2 separate regions of the Mus musculus genome follow, and region 2 is linked to region 1. Evidence: chromatin contacts called from public HiChIP or PLAC-seq data. All regions are on one chromosome and are shown on one strand. The core of a region is the stretch at or near the end of the contact, and the rest is flanking DNA. Distances in the headings are between cores, read along the strand shown.

The links. HiChIP or PLAC-seq counts read pairs in DNA pulled down with a chosen protein or histone mark.
Region 2: an H3K27ac HiChIP or PLAC-seq map of embryonic stem cells shows a contact between it and region 1, with 15 read pairs. The contact joins the promoter of Adam11 here to the promoter of Ccdc43 in region 1. A contact is called at or near these places in 2 of 39 promoter capture datasets (both in the 3T3-L1 cell line), 1 of 484 Hi-C or Micro-C datasets (embryonic stem cells), 5 of 115 datasets of contacts at active chromatin or transcription factors (the SCID.adh cell line, embryonic stem cells and pancreatic cancer cells) and 3 of 9 other capture datasets (adipose tissue, liver and pancreatic islet).

What each region holds. Positions count from the first base shown.
Region 1 is chr11:102,695,140-102,699,213 of GRCm38.p6, forward strand. Ccdc43 (coiled-coil domain containing 43) reads right to left here and starts at 2,586. Exons shown (of 5, transcript NM_025918.3): 1 at 2,372-2,586. The coding sequence starts at 2,569. It overlaps Gm34392 (a long non-coding RNA gene), which reads left to right and starts at 2,640. Exons shown (of 2, transcript XR_389053.1): 1 at 2,640-2,701; 2 at 2,801-3,075.
Region 2 is chr11:102,759,594-102,763,830 of GRCm38.p6, forward strand. It overlaps Adam11 (a disintegrin and metallopeptidase domain 11), which reads left to right and starts at 1,842. Exons shown (of 27, transcript NM_009613.3): 1 at 1,842-2,091; 2 at 2,555-2,739. The coding sequence starts at 2,028.

The DNA of each region.
Region 1 (4,074 bases), core at 1,336-3,835:
TCTTTATCTTGTTATTTTCGAGACAGGGTTTCTCTGTGTAGCCCTGGCTGTCCTGGAACTCACTCTGTAGACCAGGCTGGCCTAGATCCCTACGAAGAGTCTAGAGCAAGCACTTGCTTCTTGTTAGCTAGCAATAGATACAGACTCTATCAACATCACCACAGAAAACACTAAGTATCAAACTCAACTGCTCCCTGGAGTCCCCAGGAACCTCACAGCTGCAAATAAAGCCCCAAAGTCCCTGCCTCTTATTCTCTCTTCTTATAATCTGAAATTTGGAGTCAAACGACAGAACTGGTTGTGCTATATTCCCACGGAAGCCCCGAGCTCCTCACAAGCTGTGTTAGCTCTTTTCCATTTATAGACCGAGTGGTTCTTGCCAGTGGGATCAGGGACAGCTGCGTCAGTGTGTCATATTTCCAGCATGTTCTCAACGAACTGAACTTCAGTGTGAGCGTCTCTAGTATGTGTCCCATACCCAAAAATTACTTTTGGATTTGAAAAAAATAAAAATTAAAAAAAAAAAAAAACCTTCCATTTCTTTACATAAAGAAGGTACATCCAGGAGCTGGAAGATGACTCAGTGGCTAAGAGCACTGGCTGCTCTTCCAGAAGTCCTGAGTTCAATTCCCAGCAACCACATGGTGGCTCACAACCATCTGTAATGAGGTCCGATGTATTCTTTTGGTGTGTCTGAAGACAGCTACAGTGTACTCATATACATAAAATTAATAAATCTTTTTAAAAAAGAATGTACATGCATATTTATATCTATGCTCACCATACCTTTTGATTCTCCTTACTAGTCCCTGAATTTTGACTTTAAGGACACTAGATAAGCCCGTTCTCCAAACCTGCTCATTGTGATAGACATCAAAGAACAAAGCCTTTGATGAGCAGTTGACTCTCACAGTAGCACTTTGTGTTTTCAAGAGACGCCTCCACCGTGTGGAAGGATAACAGTTTCTCTGGTATTTAGTGCAGATGCAGCAAAGTTTACTTTTGAGCTGATTGTATTCATTTATTAGATTTGCACTTCTTTCACATGCGTGCCTGTTACCCACGGAGGTCAGAACGGATTGTCCAATCCCCTTAAACTAGAACTACAGATGGTTGTGAGCCACTGTGTAGGGTCTGGAAATGGAACTCAGGTCCTATGTAAGAGCAACAAGTGCTCTCAACTACTGAGCCATCTTTCCAGCCCCCAACTCAATTATATTAAAAAGGAAGTCTCTACAGGACAATCTCAGGGCAAGAGAGGTAGGGAATCTAATCTATGCATATAATCTAACTGTTTCTGTTGGGAGTGGAACGGGGAGGGATGAACACCGCACAAATATCAGATTAGAAAAGTGGGTGTCTTGATCGCCTCTGATACATAAATACAGCTTTAAATTACAAATTTCTAAATTAGTGAGTCTCCTTGGTCTGGTTTGCCAGGGTCTCACTTGGCAAGCCCAAAGTTGGCCACCCACTTGCTGACCTCTGCAGGGCTGGGATTATAATCACGCATCACATCACAGCATACTGTGACGAATCTGCATTTGAGTATTTGAGACAGGGTTTCTCTGTGCCCCGGCTGTCCAGGAACTCACTGCGTAGACCACAAAGGCCAGTCTCTGCCTCCTGAGAGCTGGGATTAAAGGTTTGTGCCCCACCCACGAACCTGCTTCTTTTTGGTTGTTTTGTTTTTTCAACAAAAAAGGGTTTCTCTGTGTAGACCACGATGGCCTTGAAAATCACAGAGATCAGCCTCCTGAGTGCTAGGACTAAAGATGTGCACCAGCCACCATTCCATACAAATACCTTATCTGTTTCCAGTTTGTCTTCATCACAGGGTACCGCCCCACCCAACACACATTAATAATTACTGAATTTCCCAAGGTTGCTTATCGTGAAAAGATCTCCATTACCTTACCAATTGAGGACTCTACTGAAATTGGAGCCAAAAGGGAACTTCCCACAGGCTTTTGTCATGGGACAGCCCTGAGACTACCCGCTAATGGGCAGACATCTCAAAAACATTTTACTCCCCACTCTAAACATCGCAAACCATAGAAATGGAACTATTAGACGTTTATGATCGAACTGCCATTTACACATCTTAATGGCTTCAGGATACTCTCTAGCACATCCAAAGGCACCCAGGGAGCCTTGTTGCCCGGAATATGGGGATCCCATCCTCTCTGTACACCTGCAACCCAAAATCTGGCGAGGGAGCAGCAGCCCACTTCTCCCTCAGTTATGCTTCTTTCCGGTAAAACCACTAAGCCTTCGTGACAGCAAAAGGAAAGAGAGATGTGAAGTAACGAAAGAGGTTCCCAGATTTCTCCGTGAGGTTGATAGGATGTGTCCCGACTACTCTACTCACCAGGAAAGCAGAGAGGATACCCTGCAGGGCGTCCAGCTTCTCTTCCTCCTCCTCCTCCTGTAGGACGCCAAGGATGTAAGCGGCGTAAACGGCTCGGTCCACTCCCAGCGCCTCCAACCGTCCGTCAAGCCAGGATCCAAAAGCCCCGCCATCGCCTTCACCGAGGACTGCCGCGGCCACTTCGCTGGGCGCCGCCATGCTGGGGACAGGGTCCTGCCGGACCCGAGGGTGCCTACCGCAGTGCCTGTCGGGCCGCGCCACTGGGCCAGCGCGCATGCCCGGAGAGGGATCCTCCACCCCTGCGCGCCGGGCTGTGATCCGCGGTTTGAGGTATCTTTATGTCCTCGCAGCTAGCGCTTCTCGGTGTAAGCGTGGTCGCATGGGCACCCAGGAACACCGGCAGGTGAGTTTTGAACCGGTTCGTTATAGTTGGCAACGATCGGATTCAGTGTCATTGTCAGACACGTGACAGAGAGCTCAGAGGACTGCTCACCACGGATTCCAGCAGTTCTGCTCTGCGCCCGGCAGGTTCTTGTGGAATGTGAAGCCAGGATGCCCCACTGAGTCTTGTGTTCCGGAATACCACCTTCACTGCCATTCCAAGCCGCCTTCCCTGAAAACCCAAATTTCAGAAAACGTTCTCTGACTCATTTCTGTACAGAGACACATAGCAGGTTCTCAACAGTTAAACATGCAGCCTCGGAGTCATTGCTTTTAATTATTGCTTCCGTGTTTCCACAGGTATACCTTTGAGGACTGTCTTAGAGTTTCTGTTGAGATAAGACACCATGGCCAAAGCAACTAGGAGAGAAAAGGTTTATTTCAGCTTCCACTCTCAGGTCACGCCCCATTACTAAGGGGAAGTCACAGGAACTCAAGGCTCGAACCTGGAAGCAGGAGCCTTGGAAGATTGCTGTTTAATGGCTTGCTCCTCTTGCCTTGCTCAGATTGCTTTCTTCCACCATCTAGGAGACACCTGCCCAGGGGTGGCACCAGCCACAATAAGTTGGGCTCTCCCACAACAATCACTAATCAAGACAATGTCCCACAGGCCAATCTTATAGGAGGTCGTTCTCTAAATTCCCCTCTTCCCAAATGACTGTAGACACATGACAGCCAACCCAAGAAACAAGTTCTGTCCTCTGCCAGGGACGGTGCTAAGAGGTTCCCATGAAGTATCTGTTGCCATCTTCCCAACAACCCAGCGAGGAGATGCCTTTATGTTCGATTAAAAGATAAGGAAACTGGAGCGATGGCTCAGCTGATAAGAGCACTGGCTGCTCTTCCAGGGACCCAGTTCAGGGGATCTGGCACCCTCACACAGACAAACATGCAGGCAAAACATCAATGACATATATATATATGGGTAAGGAAATGACACACCATGAGAGAGAACCTAAGAGGGGACAGAACTCTACCAGCAGAATGCCAGCTCTGGCCTGAGGTGGGCTAGACTCAAACTACAGAGGAGGAGGAGGAGGAGGCTGTGCAGGGGCCTTTACTCTGACTGCTTGCTTCACTGGATACTTACTGAATACATTCACCACAACACTGTTACAGACTGACAATTCAAAGATGAGTGGCTCAAAGATCTGTGTTCCCTATGGGACCAAACAGTCCAATGGGAATAGGTATTTAAAGAAATAATAGAAATAACGACACTTTAGTGACATAATTCTAAGTGTATGGGTGTTTTGCCTGCA
Region 2 (4,237 bases), core at 592-3,091, 64 kb after region 1:
CGTCAGTAACAGAGACTGCAGCAGCTTAGGTTCTGGACCCTGGAATCAGACTAGATATATGGAGAGACCCAGACTCCAGCCCCAGGGCTGTCCACTGTCAAGAGGCCCCACTTAGCCTGTCTGAAGGCATTACCTGCTCAGGGCTTGCCAATGGGTCATGGCACCTAACACAGAATGGTGGGATGGACAGTCACCCCGAGATCTGGAATACCAAGAGGCTTAGAAGTGTAGGAATCAGATGTAGCAGTCACCTCTGGCCCTACAGAGAAAGCAGCAGAGGTGGGGACAGGTCTGACCGGTGAGCAGTGGGGCCTCTCATTTAGCAGCTTGGGGACATAGAGTTCTGTCAAATGGGGAGCAGCGCAATCTTGCCCTCCTGAGGAACTAAGTCTCAAGGGAATACCACACAGGGGGCCCTCATACCGGAAGCCGCTTCACCCAAGCATCCCTGAGGTTTGCAAGATGCTTCCAGAGTGGAGGAAGAATTTACTTGGTTTTGCTCAACATCTGGGGCTGGCTGGAGTGGCAGGTGGTTGGGGATGGGGGGGAAGTCACCTCATTCCCAACATTGATGTCAGCGCCTCCCGGGAAATCGCCTTCTCACCTCTCCCGGGGCCTAAAATAGAGCTGGGGGATGGGGGTGCTGTCACAAGCTAGAGGCAGCTCCCCAGTCCCCAGCAGAGGCCCTGAGGGAGCAGGGGACCCAGGAAGGGGTTCCCTGCATCCACTCAGTGACCTGTGGTTCCAAAGTATTGGTATAAAAAAACCCACTGTGGTCTGGGAGATCAGGATGGGGCCTAGCTGTTGTCACATGACCATACATACTCAGTCCCCAGAGGAGCGTCACTAACCAGAGACATGGCCCGGTGTCATGGACCGGTGTCATGCCCCACATGTCCAGTCCAGAGACATCTCAGTTAGGTATTGGGGTATTAAGACCTCACTGAGAGGCCAAAATCCCAGGCCCTCTCACTGGGTTTATCATGCCCAAGAAGCCCAGGAACTGGGTTGAAGGGTCAACTGGGACAGCTAAGCTTGTGGTCACGTGTATTTCTGACTATAGACCAATCTGGAGGGCTCTACGGAACTTCTACCCCTTAAGATTGGGACATGGGAGAGAAATGGAGCATGTTGGCCTTATATAAACGACCCAGGTAGTTTGTGTTTGGTTTAGGGAGAAGGACTGAGGTGCCCCACGAGCTCAGGAGCCCTGAAAGGGAGTCAGGAACCTCTTTGTTAAGAGAAAGCAGCCTAGGAAACAGGGTTTAGATTCCCGGTGTAGGACTGCTGCAGTGACCTCTGCCTTGGATGATCTAGGGATCCTGGAGGGAGCACTGAGGAGTGAGTGAGTGTGTGTGTGTGTGTGTGTGTGTGTGTGTGTGTGTGTGTGTGTGTAATGGTGTTCAACAGGACCTCTGCCCTCCCTGACACCGTGCCCTGCGTTCCCAAGTGCCCAACCTTCCACCAGCAGAGGCCTCAGGGCTGGGGGTACTCCATTCAAGAGTAGTAAGTCCTGGAGGTGAGCTTGGGCCATCAGCCACGCCCCACATCCAATTTCCCAGATGGGACATCAGAGTCAGACCTCAGGGACCCTCTTCACCTGCCACCCTCCACCTGCCAATCTAGTGGTTGCAACTCCTTATGCAAAGGGGTGGCTGCGGAGGGGTCGCAGGATGGGTGCACCTGCCAAGGGAGTGCCCTGAAGAGGGGGTCTTCAGCCGGTGCCCCTTTTGTCCTACCGCAGTGGTGGCCTGGGCCCCGGCTAGGGGGTGGGGGGCGGGCCCAAAGCTCACGTGCTTTGCCGCTCGCCTCTTAACCCGGCCCCGCCGCCCCGCCGGGATGGCCGCGGCCAGAGCGCACTGAGCCCGGCGCCGCTCTCTCGCGACCCCCGCCCGGCCCGCGCGCCCGCCCCGCTCGCCGCCGGCGTCGCCCGCCCCCGCCCTCCTCCCTCCCTTTCTCGCTCCCTCCCTCCCTCCCCGCGCCGCTCGCAGCCGCAGCCCCCGGACCCGGAGGATTATGAGCGAACCATGAGGCGGCTGCGGCGCTGGGCGATCGCGGCTCTGCTGCTGTTACCGCTTCTCCCCCCGCCCGGTGAGTGACCCCAGCCGCCTGGCCCCTGCCCCCGCGCCCCTGGCCGGTCCGCGCCCCAGGCGTTTGCAGCGGTTTCTGCTGCAGCCACATTTTCCTGCAGAGCTCCGGGTGACAGCCGGTCCCGAGCTCGGGAGGGTAGGGGAGTGGGAGAGAAGGGAAGGTGCTTCCACCCACCTGTCCGGATCCGGCCAGCCCTACCGCGGCCATCCCCTGCAGCTGGCCGGCGGACTCTGCAGGTCTCTGCGGGCTTGGGGGGGGGGGGCAGTCGTGACTGTTGGGCAGAAGGAAGCTCTCAGCCCCCACCCCGTGGGGTTCTTCCCTCAGCAAGGCAGCCAGATCCTCCCACCCATATGCCCACTGGGCTCCAAGGGCCGCGATCGAGTGGGAGCTGGAGCCTGCCCCCCTCCCAAGTCTCCTGCCCCAGGGAGGGCATCTGCCTGCAGCTATGGCCTTGTCTCCTCAGGTCTTGGGGCCCTGGGTCCCAGAGGAGCTCTGCACTGGAGGAGCTCAGCCCATGTGGGGAGCCCAGAGAGTCCAGAGGGCTCTGAGGTCACAGAGCCCAGCCGGCTGGTAAGGCAGAGCTCCGGGGGAGAGGTCCGAAAGCCACAGTTGGACACCAGGGTCCGCCAGGATCCGCCCAGGGGGACGGTGAGTGAGGCTGGGGGTGAGGCCAGGGGACTGGAGCAGGCCTCACAGCCCACAACAGTCCGCCAAGTAGGCAGGGTTAGGTGCCACCCGCTGAGGTCGCACCTTACCGCAGCTTCCCTTTCTGTGTAATGGGCCATCAGGTGGGGCTGGTGCCCAACAGTAAGAACACCGGGACTCTCCAGCTCCGGGACTATCCAGCTCCGGGCCCCTCCCCTGCCGTGCACACCAGTAGACACTGGCATGCTCCGGTTTCAGTTTGCTTGGGTCATCCTTCAACCACCTCCCACTGCCCACCAGAAACAGTGGTTCTGCCTAAAACAGGTCTTGAGGGACAGGATAGCACCCTGCAGTCAGGGATTCATGCTCTGATGACCCACCAAAGGCACCCCTCAGTGGACTTTTCTTGGAACAGCGTGATGTTTACTCCTGCCTCAGTTTCCCCGCTGTGCACACACAGGCTTATCCTTCTTGCCCTAGCTGAAGTTGGGGCCTTGCAGAATGACCTGAGGCCCAGGATTCATCTTCAAATTGCCAGCTCTACCTGTGCCTGCTCTGTCCCTTCCATACTGCTGGGCCCCTGTCCCCGTCCCCCCCCCCCCCAGAGGAAGGTTAGGAATGAAGGAGATTAAGTGCAATTAATAATTAATTAATATCATGTGAATAATAGCCATCCAGATGGAATCGTCATTGGGCATGCCTTAGCACTCCGGGAGCTTGGAGCCCAAAGTTAGCCAGGCCAACCTGGGCGGCAGAGGGCTGGACACCTGGCAGACACAGGAGGTGTAGAGAGACTCAAAGGAGGGGCAAAGCCAAGTCTGAGAAGTTTGGGGCAGCTGGGAGTGGTGGGAGGTAAACTGGGCTGCGTAGAGGGAGGAGAGGAAGGGAGGAGACTGGCGTCTGGCCCTGCCTAATGTACTTGGTTAAAAGCCCTTAAGGGGGAGGGGGAGGAGAGGTAGTTGGGCGGTGCAGGGATGGGGAATAGTTGAGAATGGAGTGGAGCAGGAAGGAGCATGCATAATGGATGGACCATCACTCAGGGCTGTGTTGAGGAGGGGAGGGGAGGGGGCTAATGGTCCTGAGTTGGCAGCTGCTGCAGGGGTAGGGATGGGGCTAGAGATCAACTTCAGCGCCCACTCCAGCACCCAGGGAATCAGCTGAATGAGCCTTGGGGATGTCCCAGGCCCAGGGGTTGGGTATCCTGGTTGCACTATGGTCCCTAGCGTAGCTTTCTATGAACTGTGAACTCCGCAGCGCACTTGGCCCTGCCTGACAGTCTCTGGCTGGAGCTTCCCAGGGTGTATGTACATACTATGGGATCAAGGTATAGTTGAGAAGCACAAGGGATGGGGGGGTTAGGGGCTCTAGCTCCGTAGGCTGTGACTTCTGCTAGCTCTTCCTCAGGACAGCAGGCCTGGGCTGTGGGCAGAAAAGCTGTAGGGCTGAGCTGGCTTCTTTGGATGCTGTTCTTTTGGGTGGATGTGTTGGCTTGTGTGTGGAG